2 separate regions of the Hordeum vulgare genome follow, and region 2 is linked to region 1. The links are chromatin contacts, called in public Hi-C maps. All regions are on one chromosome and are shown on one strand. The core of a region is the stretch at or near the end of the contact, and the rest is flanking DNA. Distances in the headings are between cores, read along the strand shown.

Region 1 (2,794 bases), core at 115-2,614:
TATACCGGTGTAACTTATAGATCCATAACTATTTTTTGACAAAAAGCAAAACTGTGTACGAACATCCATATTTTTTTTAAAGCAACTCTAACAGACCCCGCATTCCGTTCCGACCCAGAAAATAACCGTCAAAATGCGGGTTGGGGCGAAAAAACCCTGTCCGATCAGACCCTGCATCCCGCCCAGGCCCGCAAATATTTTTGCGGGGCGCGGCAAAATCTCGGCCCCAACCCGCGTATTCGCGGGTTTCCACCTCGCCGTTGTGGTGTTCTGCATATAAGCGGAAGCGGTTGGTGGGAAACATTTCAGCCCGCGCAAAAGCATATTCCACGAATATGCATTTTACGGATCCGTTATGCGGTGGCTGCATCCGCGGCCGTGTGCACCGGTTCGTAAAGGTGTTTTTCCGCAAACTACAAACACATGAGGCGGACGGATACAAGGTCTGCTAGAGTTGCTCTTATCTGCGTATTTAACAGCAGAACGAACATCCCAAACAGGGCTAAGGGATGCGACAGGGAGGCCATGGAGCTGTTGATCTCGCGTGTTTGGGCAATGGCAATGTCTATATCCTGGGATCAAACTCCGACGCCCTCGTATGATTGTTGGTCTCCCCGATGTTCCAGTTCCTTTTGTGCGTAGGTAGCGGACCTCCTGCGAACCGTCACTATTGCATCGGTTAAACTGTTCAGAACTTTGTATACTTGTCTGTTCGTTTGGTTGTACTACTCCGTTTTAGTTTATAAGTCCGGCACGTGTATCTAGGTCATCAATTTAACCAACTTAATGAGATGCATATATTACAAAATATATATTATTAGAAATATTAGATGTTCTATTTTCTAATGATATAATTTTTATTTTAAACAATATATTTTATATAAGTTTAATTAACGACCTAGATACACGTGCATGCCTTATAAACTATGACGGAGGGAGTACTGCTGAATTCTGCATGATGGCTTTATCTGTAAAACCGGACACATGTTGTTTCTCTATAAGAAAAGTGTTAAGTTAGTGCAATCAAAAAAAATATGAAGGCCAAATTTTGATGACTCATTTGTGCATGGTATCCACAACCTCCGAAAACTCTGAAACATAGTCGTTGCTCTAATAGCCTCTTCAATAGACGCTCAAAAAAACTTTTTGGATGCCGAAATAGCGTTTTAGGACACTGAACATACCCCTCGCAATCTCCCATGAATCCAAGATAGCCACATGAATTCCATTCGAAAGGTCACCAAATTTGCTGGCGTCCCTTGGGCCGCCCAAGTGCTAAATTTGGGAGCAGGTCGCTGTTGTGAGAAAAGCACTGGCTGGCACTCTCCGGATGCAGACCTGCCTAGCCGCAGGAACCCTCACGCCACGTACGTCCTTCTCGTCCCTCTCCCATTCTCTCCTTCAACTCCCTATGTCCTTCCGTACTGCTGCCACTCGCTCGGATGTCAAAGTCAAACAGTCGTACCCATCGGATCAGTCTCTGATAGACACCGGCCGGGCACGTGCACCGCATCGCCGTGTTAGCTGCGCGTGGGAGTTAGGTGCATCGCATCGACAGAGCATAAACTTCTTGGCTTGAAATGAAACGCCAAATGGATACCGACATCATGAACACACCTTCTGTCTCTGTATTACTCACTCCCGTTTTTAAACATAAATCTTTTAAAAGATTTCATTAAATGACTACATACGAAGTAAAATTAGTGAATCTATACATATTTATATACATCTATATGTAGGCCCCTAGTGAAACCTTTAAAAAGATTTATATCTACGAACGGAGGGAATAGTTAGGATACATCCAGCCAACGCCAATATATAAAGAAAAACGCCATCAATAACAAAGTCATATCAACTGAAGGAAAAAAGAAAGAAAAAAGAACTCAAAGCCATCAAATATGCACCTCTCACCACCTGTCCTAGGTCGACTGAAGTGGTACCACAAAGCTAGGTTGATGCATGAAAGCTAGGAAATCGCGCGAATATCTTCACAATATCGCTAGGAAATCTAGGGCAAGAAAAGGTGGCGAGCATCGTCGTCGTCGCCGCCGCCCCCGGAAGCAACCGCGGTGAACCGTCCCGGCCTGGCGGCTATACGCACGCTGTCTTGCGACGACGGCGACGTCGTCTTGGAGGCCTCCCGTCCATTTCAGGAAACGAATCCCAACTGCTTTTTCATTTGTCTAGCCGAGCTCTCGTCTGGTACGTAGCACGGCTAGCGATCCATCCGAGCTTAGCCATCTCTATCTATCTATCTACTGTATACATTAGTAGTGTTCATCACTAAGTGTGGCACTTAGCTGATGGAGTAAGAAAAACCCTGCCGCTTTTTGTTGGAAGCAAGTGGCAGCAGGTTTACTTGGGTAGGGCGATTGCATGCCCGGGCCTGCCCCAGGTGCTGTCTCCCCTGGTTCTGCTCGTCGCTTGTCTTACTCTTCCGTTCGTGTGCGCGCCCAAAGCATATAGCCGACATGTTTGATGACTACCTGTTCCAACTTCCACGTACTACTTACCAGAAGCCATATGAAATTCTGCACCGATCGTCAGCGCGTCGAAAATGACTCTTATTTCCCTTTTCTTTTACGCAAAGTAGGCATAAAGGCCCTGGAGAGAATATATTATTGGACCTAGAAGAGGCATCGTGGATTGCATCACCCTTTATGAGCCCATGCCTTCAAGGGATGCATCCCATAACTTATCTAGATAACCCAACGCAAATATAAAATACTTTGGGGGGACAAAATAATCCCTGCATAAGATTTTAAATACCAAACCTGAAAAATAAAATTCAGAT
Region 2 (2,794 bases), core at 101-2,600, 150 kb after region 1:
ATTTTAGTGCTGGTTTGCCCCTCAAGCGACACTATTTCAGGGCCTTGGGGAGGGGAAGGGGGCGAACGGCTGGATATGCTTTCATACATAAGTCAGTTTATATCACCGGGCGAACTCATGATGGTGGTACATATATAAATGTGCACACAAGCCCGCGCCAGCGATGCGTCGAGGCTTTGCATGCTTGCCGGTGTCGCAGAACGTACCAGCAGCACGTTGAGACAAAACTGTCGTGTCTTGATCGCTCCATGTGCTTATGGATGGATCTGGAACACCGCAGATCTGAGCAAATAATGTTGGCGACGTTCTGGATCTCGTCCCCGGTCAGAGAACCGCGTTATACACGTTGCTGGTGGAGGGGCGAGATGCAGATGCGTCGAGTTATTGCCTTGCGCAACTGAATGTGCCGGGAAGATTCTTTAACACGTCAGTACGAACACGCAAGCTAGAGTCGGGTGAAGCATTGAAGCGGATGCTCCCAACTAGGCAACCAAGGTGGAGAGGACAGTGCGTGCATCATCGACGACGCGTCTGCACGAGTGGCACGAGGTATAAAAAGAATGCTACTCCTCCTCTAGGTATGCCAGATCCAACAACACGAGTGGCACGAGGCGCTGATGAGCACGAACAGGTGTCCAAAAGCGGACAAGTGTGAGGTGTGTCTTGGTTGCACACAATCATTCAGATAAACTTTCCATGTATACAAGCTAAATAGATACTCCCTCTACCTAAATAATTGTGGTTGGAAAGAATCCCCAACTACAATTATTTAGATTGTATAAAAGCGTTGTAAGTGAAATCTTCTGGTCACTTAACCACCATCTAGCTACGGAAATGTAAAAGTGTTGTCAGTCCTGCTTCGCCTAAGGGCATGTACAATGGAAGCAACACCTAGTGGTGGTCTCAAGTGCCACATCAGCTCAGGCTATAGCACACACACACACAAAAAAATCCGACGCATGTGATGTCATGTGGGAGCCTGTTGAGGTGAGGAAAAATATTCAAAGGAGAGTACCTAAAAGAAAATTTGACAACTGCACTCTAGTAGTCTAGATCTCTCTTATCAACTATCTACAGGACCATACTTTTTCAATGAAGCGGTTGGCTCCTTGCAGGATGCACCTGGCACCTGCAACCTAATGTCTTTTTGGTCAGCCTTGTCCACGATGGCTCGTCTCCGACGTGGAACACGTGAAGCACCCTCCAGGCTGGCGCGTTGTACATGCCCTAACAGACAGGTCAGCATTGGAAGCCCAAACAACATATGGTGGTACCCCAGAGAAAGAGTAAAATAATTATACCAAACATAAATAAAAACAAAATAAACACTCGTAATAATTGTACGCGTTTTCCACAGAACAGGGGCCCGAGAAAATGCTTCGACTAGCACCGTCTTTGGACTATGCTTTTCCCGCTCCTAGTGCCACAACTTTTAGGATTGATTCCATTACCACAGGGAAGCAACAAAGTAAACAACACGAAACAAGTCATTATCATCGTCTTGGAATAACTTTGCAGCAAGGTAAAGGGTGCCTACGGGATGATGATAAATCTCCGCATCGTATCCCCTCCCCTGGTCTCCATCACATCCTACAACGCTCTCGCCCTCCCTCATACAAATGAAAAAGCTATCAGTCGAGTTCTGCATAATCTCCGCGCGCGGTCTAGGCCGCAGATCGTCGCTGCTGAAGCCACAATGGTTCTCAGTTGGATGGGTTGATCCCAGCAGCAAGTACTGCACCAAGATTGACGCATCAGGAAACTCAAATGCAAGCTGGGGCACCAAGTTCTCAGTCTCGGTGGACGAACATGATATGGCCCAGAAGCAGATGGAACTAACAGTTGAAGTCTACAGGAGAGAGCCCATCTTCCTAAGGGAGCATCTCCAGGGAGCTGCAGTTGTGCAGATGAAGGAGTATCTTGAGAAATTCGCACATGGTGAGGAGCGTTCTGAAGTCATTGAGGAGACTGGCAGTTTCCAGCTTAGGAGGAGGAAGTCAGACAAAGCTCATGGATTTGTGGATATATCCATCCGAATCTGCAACCAAGAAGATGATCATGGTCGGTTTTCAGGTAAACAGAAATTTCTGGTTTGCAATGAAAGAATCTGTCTGATTTGGCATCTGCCATTCGATATCGTGATCAAAACACCTTCACAGTAGGAGTGTAGGCAACATGTATCATTTTCCAAATCTTCCACACAGCACAATAGAATGTCAGTCAGACCTAAAATAACAATAATACCAGGAATCGGTGTTGTTTTTGGTTAACAAATACTGTATGTTGCAAAAAGTTCAGTATGTAACTTAACATCATAGGCTCACAGCAATAATAAAAGTATATGGTGTATCTTTATCGGCACATTTGACCACAATCTGTAAGGAAATGACCAACACATTTTTTTGACAAAAAAGCACAGCGTGCTTGATCCATTGATAGGCTTTAGAATGTACAGAGAATGACCAGCATTTACTTGTTCTTTAAAACATAATAACAGTGTTAGCAGAACAACGATTAAAAGTCAGTAGGATTGGTGGAGTATGCTGCCATGCTATAGTCATGGGATCTATTCTGATTCTTACCATCAAAAGGGTAAAAGCGCATGCTCAAAATATAAAGCACATGAATTAAGACGAGCTTCAAAACTACAATATCATAATTACTTTAACCTATACCATCTTCCGTTGATTTGCAGGATTATCTGAAGGATTGAAGAACTCCGATCAGGTCGGCATCACATTAGCTATAGAAGATGGACCAGTTTATAATTATCCACCACCACCCTACAACCATT

The links. A called contact is a pair of places that touch in the nucleus more often than the background predicts.
Region 2: a Hi-C map of leaf shows a contact between it and region 1, with 5 times the contacts expected there. The contact joins the promoter of LOC123444709 here to the enhancer-like site in region 1. A contact is called at or near these places in 4 of 6 Hi-C or Micro-C datasets (leaf and seedling) and 1 of 1 datasets of contacts at active chromatin or transcription factors (embryo).

What each region holds. Positions count from the first base shown.
Region 1 is chr3H:527,497,062-527,499,855 of MorexV3_pseudomolecules_assembly, forward strand. No RefSeq gene overlaps it. Among protein-coding and RNA genes, the nearest start is that of LOC123444705, 62 kb to the left of the region's middle. Within about 2 kb of position 1,365, at least 2 of the 3 cell types and tissues checked have open chromatin away from gene starts, as enhancers often do. A contact at or near this core is called in leaf, where this site is marked.
Region 2 is chr3H:527,644,392-527,647,185 of MorexV3_pseudomolecules_assembly, forward strand. LOC123444709 reads left to right here and starts at 1,351. Exons shown (of 2, transcript XM_045121520.1): 1 at 1,351-2,073; 2 at 2,696-2,794. The coding sequence starts at 1,620.